Linked DNA regions of Callithrix jacchus: region 1 is linked to region 2. Evidence: chromatin contacts called from public Hi-C data. All regions are on one chromosome and are shown on one strand. The core of a region is the stretch at or near the end of the contact, and the rest is flanking DNA. Distances in the headings are between cores, read along the strand shown. Region 1 overlaps KCNAB1 (potassium voltage-gated channel subfamily A regulatory beta subunit 1). Region 2 has its middle 33 kb from the start of CCNL1.

The links. A called contact is a pair of places that touch in the nucleus more often than the background predicts.
Region 1: a contact with region 2 is called in a Hi-C map of skeletal muscle, with 3 times the contacts expected there. The contact joins two enhancer-like sites. A contact is called at or near these places in 2 of 3 Hi-C or Micro-C datasets (induced pluripotent stem cells and skeletal muscle).

Annotation. Positions count from the first base shown.
Region 1 is chr17:29,022,901-29,027,732 of calJac240_pri, forward strand. KCNAB1 (potassium voltage-gated channel subfamily A regulatory beta subunit 1) reads right to left here. Exons shown (of 14, transcript XM_035278146.3): 13 at 3,019-3,107. Among named protein-coding and RNA genes, the nearest start is that of SSR3, 23 kb to the left of the region's middle. Within about 2 kb of position 3,306, at least 2 of the 16 cell types and tissues checked have an H3K27ac peak or open chromatin away from gene starts, as enhancers often do. A contact at or near this core is called in skeletal muscle, where this site is marked.
Region 2 is chr17:28,409,146-28,414,058 of calJac240_pri, forward strand. No RefSeq gene overlaps it. Among named protein-coding and RNA genes, the nearest start is that of CCNL1, 33 kb to the left of the region's middle. Within about 2 kb of position 1,331, at least 13 of the 16 cell types and tissues checked have an H3K27ac peak or open chromatin away from gene starts, as enhancers often do. A contact at or near this core is called in skeletal muscle, where this site is marked.

The sequences.
Region 1 (4,832 bases), core at 2,056-4,555, 620 kb after region 2:
GGTGTTAAGGCATATGGGGAAGAGAGGGAAAGGTGGTTCTGCCATCTTTTAGGTGGAAGTGGGGAGGATGGAAACTGTGTGGATGAAGGTGGGCTTCCGGCAGCTGTGGTTTCTCCTCTTGGTCTCTTCTATCTGTCAGGCTCTGATTTATACACTTCGCTAAGGTGTTCCGGCACACCTTAGGCAGATGGCATCCCTTGGAGAAGCTGCCTCCCCAACCTACGAGAAATGTTTTCTTAAAACTGCTGGTGCTCCATATTTTCCATCCATCTGCAGCCAGTCCCACCACTGCTGGACACCCCTTGTCACCCAGTCTGCTTTTCACCATGTTGTGGGGCCCAATCACAGTTTGTCTTGGGTGGACTTCAGTGCTGGGTATGTGGGAGGTGGAGCAGAACAGGGGAGGATTGGTAAGCCCCCAATGGTAGTGGCCTTGCTGCATGGATAATGTCTCCTTTCGTATAGGCAAAGCCTCATCTTGCTGCCAGCCAAAGCCTTGCTAGGGAGAACATATTTGGGGAAGAAAAATTACTTAAGAGTTTTCCTCTGAAATGTGTCCCCTTCCCCTTCAGCTGCCTTGCCTACTTCCACAGCTTTTAAAACTCAGCCTGAGACTTACATCATATGCCATCCCCAGGCACTATGACTGCCCCCAGGAATGGCAGTGATCTCCCTATATTAGCATGATAGCAATCCTCAATTCCTCTTTTTTCTGCCAAGCCATGTTGTCTCTCTTTCCAAAACCTGCAGAATCCATCCACTTCCCTCCACCTCCAGGGCCACTACCCTTGTCCAAGCCACCATCCCCTCTTGCCTGGACGACTGCCCCCGCCCTTCATTCTGCCTTGCACACAGCAGCCAAAGTGACCTTCAGACATTCAAATAGTAGCATGTCCCTCCTCTTAAAACCCTCCACAAGGACTTGTTACATGTAGCATGACCTAACCCCATGGTGTCCTGCAAGATCTGGCCCTGCCTGTCTTTCCAAGTCAGTGCATCTGCTATCCCCTGTGCCCAACTACATGTTGACCGCATTGGCCTTAGGCTGGCAGTTCCTGGGAAAAGCCAAGGTCCTTCCCATCTCAGGGCCTTTGCACTGCTCTTCTCTGTCCCTGAAATGCACTTTCCTGGACTCTTCTCATGCTGTGTGAAGGCATGTGAATAGTTGTCAAGGCATGTAAAAAATGAAGGTATGTGAAGCCCTCTGAATAAACATTCCAGAGGGGCTTTTTACAAAGACATTTAACATAGGCTCACCCATTTCTGAGCCTCAGTTAAATAAACATTTATTTACTTAATAGTCCTTTTCACAACCTGAAATCATTTTGTATATTTATCTGTCTCTCCTACTGGAATGTAAAAATCCCCTTGAAGGTTTGACAATGTTTTTCTTCTTTCCTGTGGTATCTCTAGTACCTGGTATACTGGCTCTCAAAGATTTGTTGAATGAATGAAAGGACAGATTGTTTAATTAATTCACTGTTCTCAGCAGCATATGAGCTTTTTGAAGGCTGGGTCCTGTTTTTACTCATCTCAGTCGCCTCACAGCCTAGTATGGTGCCAGGCATAGAATAAGTGCTCCATAAACATTAGTGAAACTGAAATCATTGGATTGAATTTCAGTCCTTTTTTGTACAAACTGTTCTATCCCCTCATCACTGTGTACCCTTATCTTTTCCCAGAGCATAAATGAAAATAACAGGGAAGAGGTGGCGTTTATAAGAGGGAGAATTCCTCGTGCAGGTACAGGAAACAGAATCCAGGAGGAGTTATGGGTTGGATATGGCAGTTGTTGGAAGCAGAGAGGCAAAGGTGATTACATGGCTACACAGCCCTAAGAAGGCTGGGGGAGTGGATAGGGGTTCTATACCATTTATTCCACAGTGTGTTCTGGGCTATTTTAAAAAAGGATTTTAAATCATGTTTTTCCCTACCTCCACCTCTTTCCTTCTGGGAATGGTAACAGGGCTATGTGCTTGTTGCAGGGACAGGTGGATAGGGAAGAAGCTGTGACAGTTCCTTTCCTCAGTGAGCAGGAGAAAAATAGACAACCTTTCTTGTTTTAGCAGGTAGTGGCTATGGCAAGAATTGTGGGGAGGATCATTCTTAGGGTTTTTAGTAGGGTTGAGAGTAGGACAGACTCAGGACTAGTTGTGGCCTTTGGGGAAAGGAGGTGGTCACAATGGATACTAAGCCCCACCCCTCTCCTTAGAGCTCCTAGAAACATCCTTTTCACCCCACCCACTGCTACTACAGGCTCCTCAGAATATGGCTGCAGGCCCCATGTAGTGCCCTACGGCTATGCTCAGGATAGGGAATGGGGATGGGCCTCCTAAATTTGCTTCTAGGGAGCTTTGATCCTGGAAGTCCAAAATAGAATTTTGAGCTCATTTCTCTTAAAACATCCCAAGTATTCATTCAATAGATCTTGAGTGTTTAACTAAGGGACATATATAGTAAGTACCTAGGAACTGGAAAACCAGTGGAGAAGCAAGAAAGACATAAGGTCTCTGACCTCAGAGGACTTGCAGTCTATCAGTAGAGATAGGAAGTTATACTACATTACATTATCATAAAAGGTATCATGGGAGGGGGACTACAAGATGGTCAGAAAAGGAGAACAGAAAGAAGGGGCTCAGCATACAGTAGTTGGGCAATATTTGTGGAAAGAACAGATGAGTAAACGATGTATGTATAGTTTCCTATGATTTAAATTTCCAAGCAAGTTATCAGGCAGGCTTTATGGTGAGGGCTGGGAAGTAAGTTGCCAGGCATAACATTGGAATGTACTTTTCCACAGAAACAAACCATCCTGAGAATGAGCTTTGGGAACACTTCCTGTTAATAGGCAGAGAACAACCCTGGATCCTTGTACTGGGAAAGTGTTCTGTTGCCTTTGTTCCCCCTACACTTGCCCCATCCAGAAGGATAAAGGGAGAGATGGGACACTGCCTGGAAATAGCCTCAAAGGCACCATTAAATTCCCTGGTGTTTGTTGGAAGGGTCTGCAATACTTGCCTGAATGGCACCAAGGTTTTCAATGAGTTGTTCAGGAGTGGATGATCCCAGGAGCACAGAACTCACACCTTCATTTCTTAGGCACCACGCTGGGAAAAGAGGAAACTGGGTCAGGTTATCAAAGCACTTCCCATCATTGATTAGCTTATAAACACCAGGTACAGCTGTTTGTTGCAGCCAAAATTTATTAACTCCTTTTGTGGAGGATGTACAGTGCTTTCTAGGGTTAAAAACCTGAGCAGCACTCCCTGTTGTGTAGATTTGACAGAATCTGTGAAAGTCCAGCTGGGAGGGGAGATGGGAATGCATAGAGGCACTGGACCATGGATTGTAAGATTCTCTCCAGCATGCTCAGCTGCCCTCAAGTAGAAGCAGAAAACACAGATGCAGTACTGTCTTTCTTGCTTCTCCACTGGTTTTCCAATTCCTAGCGCACTATATGTCTCTTAGTTAACACTCAATGCTCAGAGCTGAAGGCCTTTTTGCTTTCCACATAAAACCCTGTCACCACACTGGGGATTCAATCCAGCTACCAACCCTAGAAACACATTGTTATTCCTGTTATTTCTGAAAACAGCTAACACTGCTCACCACCAGATGGCTGGATTCCTGTTTCTACGTTGGCCCACAACCTCCTGTCTTCCCATTGTATTCATGGTCTCACTTTTCCTCATCTGTTGCTTGTAGTCCTTGTAGACTCTGATTTTCTGGTTCCTTCGTTCCCACCTACCTGGCAGCACTCCCTGGACCTCCCTTTCTTCCTAACCCAAGATTCATCCTGTGTTGATTATCTAAATTACTCTCTTACAAACCCTTATACCTCTCACTTCCTCTGCTTCCTTAGCAATTCCCATCAGTACTGCATCTGTGTTTTTGGCTTCTACTTGCTCCTACTTGTGGGCAGCTGAGCATGCTGGAGAGAATCTTACAATTCATGGTCTGGTGCCTGTATGCATTCACATCTTCTCTCCCAGCTGGGCTTCAGTCAGCTTGGCCAGCCTTACTCTTGGCCTTGGTCATCTCCTTTCTTTTCCTGAAATGACCTTAAACCTGTACTATTAAACCATCTAATCAACCCCTGTCCCTTACAGTGGATGACCCTGTCCTAATGTATATAGAAAATATATACATTTTAGCATGTCAACAAAACATGCTAAAATTTCTCCCATTCTAAAATAAGCTTCCTCTGACCCTTTATACCTGCCTAGATACTGCCCCAACCTTCTTCCCCTCTTAACTTCTAAAAGGTCAGTTCAGATTCCCTTACTGACCTTCTTCACATTCCAGTCACTTTCTTGCTCTGTCCAGAAGCCAAGGTCACCAGGAGCCTCCTGGTGGTTACAGTGGACTTCTGAGTCCTTAGCTGCCTGAAAGTTAGTGTTGCTGCAGACTTTTAGATGCAGTGTCTGCTAAGCCTCGCTGCTAGATGCCTCACAGGCTCTGCAAACTTCTTGCTATGATGCCTGGCCCTCTTGCATTCCCAATTGCACTTGGGGGCATCACCAGCAATGTGGCTTCCCAATCTGGAAACCTGGGAGTAATCTTTAAGAACTGTCCTTTTCTGACCCTCTTTTTCCTTTTAACTGCTAAGTCCAGTTGATTATTCCTCCTAAATATTCCTCTAATCAAGTGGTTTTCAAACTTTGGTATGCATCAGAATCATTCAGAGGGCCTGTGAAACATCCATTGTCGTGGCTCACTCCTGAGTTTCTGATTCAGAAGGTCTGGGGTGCGGTCTGTGCATTTTTTAACACACTCCCAGGTAATGCTTATGCTGATACTGCTCATCTGGGACCATGCTTTTTTTTTTAAAC
Region 2 (4,913 bases), core at 81-2,580:
GGGCTCACCCAGTATTCAACGCCAAGCCCTTGAGGTAGTAAAAGGAGTGAGGTGGCCAGACGTGGTGGCTCATGCCTGTAATGCCAGCACTTTGGGAGGCCAAAGCAGACAGACTGCTTGAACTCAGGAGTTCGACCCAGCCTGGGCAACATCGTGAATCCCTGTCTCTACTAAAAATAAAAACAGCCAGGCATGGTGGCTCATGACTGTGGTCCCAGCTACTCTGGAGGCTGAGGTGGTAGGATTGCTTGAGCCCAGGAGTGTGAGGCTGCTGTGAGCTGTGATCACACAACTGCACGCTAGCCCGGGTAACAAAGTGACAGACCCTGACCCTTAAAAAAAAAAGAAAAAAGTGAGGGGTTTGAAATCAGAATCCCTGGTTCAAGCTGTTGCTCCATCTAACCAGCATATGACCTGTCAGATCCCAAGTTCCTTGTCTGAAAACGAGGATAGTTCTGCTTCAGGGCTGTGGCGAGTGGTTGGTGAGGTTGCGTCTGAGGAAGGAGACTGTAATGAGGAAACACGGCAGTTACTGCCCACTTATTTTTCAATATGTGGGAGCTCTAATTTCTCTTAAGACAATCGGTCCTATCTCAGTGAAGGAAAAGATAGCTATTAAAGTGTTTTGTAATCTTGAGGGACCTGAAAAGATTTTAAAGAGCTGAGGAAGAGCAGCCAAGCGCTTTCTTACCTGCTCCTCATCCGGGCCCCATAATGTTGGGGACAAATGGGCCCTTTTAGGGGAGCTTCAGCTAGCGGCTGCCGTCGGGCCTCGGGCAGGCCTCCCTGCAGGCACACAGGCGCCGCCAGCAGCTGGTTGGCAGCGGGGAAGGGCGCCCTCGGCGCCACACTCACCTTGGGTCTGGGCCCACATTAAGCACTTTTTTTTCATGCGCCATTTTCCTCCATCAAAAAGTATTAAAATGATATTTTATGGCTGTATTGATGAAAAGTGAATGTATTCCCGTCTGAGTTCATGACTATATATTCATTATTATTAATTACTTTCATTATTTATTTTTCCTTACGGTTTTAATAGAACTGTAATTTAGTTTCACAGCAATGCATGATGAAGCGCATTTTGGCCACGAGGGGGTAGCATGAGGTCACTCGATGCTCACGGGAAATGGGGTGGGAGGTGGCTGGTAAACAGTGGGGAAAGACAGCAACAGCCACCACCTCTGACTCACAAAGAGCTCTTGCTTCTCACGGCGGTTCCTCAGAGCGTGTTGTGTTTGCGCCTCACCACATGAGGCCCAGAAAGCCAGCGGGTGGGGCAGGAGTTATTGCCCCACTCAAGGGCCAGGAAAGGGAGGCTCCCCCTGGGAGGGTCAGTGTCATGCAGGGTCACACAGTGGCAGAGGCAGGCGGACCAGAATCTCCTAGCTCCTGCTGCAATGCTCCTCCCTCGGAGCCCCAGACAGCCCGGATACTCTAAGCAGATGGGACAGGGACCAAGAAGCAAAACCTATTCTCATAATGTTGCCCAGCTGAGCTCCTCCATGAGCGCCCCAAATCATCGCTGGGGAGCCCCGCAGACCCCGAAGCACCTCTCTACGTTCCACCTCAGGGTAGAAGAGACCCTGCATTCCACGCCCGAGCCTCACCCCAGCCTCCCTCGGGGCCAAGCACGCCTTTGTTCGCTCTCTTCCTGACCACACGCATGAGCCTCTAGGTGGGAGAGACGAGACGCTCAATTCCTCCTTTGGAATATGCAGGAGCTGAGCAGTCACATCAAAAGGCATACAAGAGGCAATTCACTGTGCAAAGGGAACAGAAAGAAATACGTGCAGTATGAGCTCTCGGGCAGGAGGTACGGTGAAGAAGGAAAGGCCAGACACAAAACACAAAGCATAAAATGATCCGATCTCCGGGAGGCAGTTTTCTACCTCCTGGGAGGAACACCCAGCGTGTTGCCTGGCAAAGTGTACTGGGCACATCAAGAACAATAGGCCTTTCTCTCCAGCAGCCAAGCACATGCCCAGGAGAAAAGGAGCCCAGTCTTAGGAAGGCTAAGTCCACGCAGGGGCAGGGGCAGTGTAGGAAGCTAGTTTATAACACAGATGCTTGCACTGAGCCTCTTCCTGAAAAGGTGAGGCGGGTACATAAACCCATGTGAAAAATAAAAAGAAGACTTTTCTTACTGGATGAGAGAAAAAAGATGGTTGAGTTTTTTTAGGGGAAACATAAGATGCCAACAGTCCCTAAAATAGATGTGTCAAAAGGCAACCTGGGGTGGTTTGTTCTCTTACAAGGAGAACTTTTGTGGTCCGGAAGGTGCCAAAAACATCCTGGGGATAAGCAGTCCTTGGTAAAGTGGGGCCAGTCCTGAGGTGGGGGAGGTGGCCTTACATGGAAGCCTCGGAGAACTGAAGCAGGTAGGTGGGGGCCCCTGGGTGCTTCAGGTGCTCGGGACAGAGGTGACATCCACCCACTGAGCAGGGTCACTGGATAGGCAGGAATCCCTCCCCACTCACATACAGACTGACCCGAGTGCTGGTCTGGTGAGGCAGGCCCGACTGGAAGAGGAATGACGGACCTGCCACATGGATGAGGAATAGAGTCACAGTTCCATTTCTGTCTCTCCTCCGTCCCACCCCTGACTCCTCCATGGGATTGGTGAGTAGAGGTGACAGTCTAGTCTAGATTGGGAAGAGAGAGACTGAGAAACCAGACGGAGAAAAGGGAGGGCGCCCTTGGCAGAATGCCTGGCATTCCTGAGGCTGTGGATTCTGTACCTTCCTGGGAGGAGAGGCACAGCAGTCACAAGCCATGGTTATCTCCGGCAGAGCCAGCCTGGCTGTTGGCAGGAACTCTGGTAGAGGATGACTGACTTCAGAATTGAAGAGGGCTTTTAGGATAATCTGATCCTGTCCTGTTAGTACTGGAAGAGACTCTGGGGAAAATACAGTAAAACCCTGATGACTTCCAAAGGGATGATATGACTTGCTGAATGCTCCATTTCTGTCTGATCGGAGGACAGAAGCAGGAAGCCCTGGTTTCTTGATTTATGGCTCAGAGCTCTTGCTGGTAGATGACACTACCTCGAAAATGGACGATAAAGGTAGCCTGGAGGAGTCTTGAGGGAGTTGGACCCACAGGGTTCAGGGACAAAGTGAACCTTAATTTTAAGGTCAGCGCAGAGACAGAGCTGGACCACCCAAACAATGTGATTTATCAGAGTTGCTGGAAAACAAAAACACAGCCAGCCTGAGAGGTCACAGGATAGGGAGGTTGGTGAGCAGGGTTTATGACATGGTGTCTCAGGTTCCTTTCACCTCCGGTGTTCTGAGACATGCTCTTCTGACAGTCTGAGGCTCCAGGGAGATCAGAGGGAGTCTATGCTGGCTTGAGAAGAGTGGGGCTGTGAGGGCCTGACCTTGACTCATTCCACTGGGGCTTCCCTGGACCACTCTGTTAGCTCTGAGTCAGCAGCCATTTCTGTGGTTCTGGTTGGCACAATTGCCCAAGGCCTTCAGAGGTGACTCAGCAGAAAGGGACAGGACAACTCATTGCCCTGGTGGAGAGGCCTCTCAACCCGAACCTCCCACCAGTGCCTTCCTTGTCCCTCTTGCCCCTTGGAGAAAGCAAAGGGCTGCTTGCCTTACCCAGATGCATCCACAATTCCAGGGATGGTGGAGGCCTGGAAGTATGCATTAGGAGATCAGTAGGGGTTCTTGAGATAGCCAGATTTCCTCAAATGCTTATTTTGCCAAAAGAGAAAAGGAGCATAGGGCTTAGATTTGGAAGGGACTTTAGGGACAGCGAAGGCTATAATTTCACAGATGGAGAAGCTGAAGTATTAGCAGATTGTGTACTTTCCCCGAGATTACACAGAGCCTCTTTCCTCTCTGCCACCATTATTCCTGGCTAACCCACCTTCTCTCATAGGTGAATCACAGGCCCAGCTCATGTTCCCGGGCCCCTCCTGTAAAGCAGAGGGCAGGTTCCCCAAAGACATCCACTCCCCAATGGCTGAAACTTGTGAATATATAGTATTACTCTGTATAACAAAAAGGACTTTGCAAATGTGATTAAGTATCTCAAGATGAAAAGATTATTCTGGATTATCTGGATTACTGGGGGAGTCCAATGTCATCAGAAGGGTCCTTCTATGTGAAAGACGAAGGCAGGAGAGCCAGGGTCAGAGAGAAATTTGAAGATGCTACCCTGCTGCTGGCTGGGAAGGGGCCATGAGCTGAGAAATGCAGGTGGCCTTTGGAAGCTGGAAAGTAAGGAAACAGATTCTGCCCTAGAGCCCCCAAAACAAATGCAGCCCTGCTTCCACCTTGAAGTTAGCTCAGTGAGACCCAAAGTCATCTTTGTGTGACTATCTATCCTGACCTGCCGAGCTTTGTTATATGATTTGTTATAGCAGCAATGGGGACTCATACCTGTCCCTGCACCTCCCCACCCCACTGCTCTCTAGTTTGTGGTTTTAAAGAATAGGCTGGAAAACTAAGTCACCACCCATCCCCTGATTTTTGCTTAATGAAATATAAGAATAAACAGTTTGAAAAATTACAGGAAAGACACTAAGTTCCTTTCATTCAATAATGAAAGCAGTAGAAAATTGATTACATTGGACCCGGTTTGATACAAAAAGTAGGCAACTTAATTCTCTCTTATTGCCCTCTTTTGAAGCTCACTCTGTTGAATTATTCTTCCACTTTTCTGAATGAAATGCCAGGCATATCCCAAAGCTTTTCTGGTCACTTTCAGGTTTTACTAAACATCTAATTTTTGGTCTGGAAAGTTCAGTCCAGACTCCCATCAAAGCTTCATTGTCTCATCCAATATAAAGCTTTTCTTTTTCTGCCCTAATTTGGGCCTGATAAAGCCCCCAAACCTACAGAAGTGAAGAGCGGGCGCTGGGCAGCAAGGTGGTCAGCTTCCTGACTAGTTTCACTCCG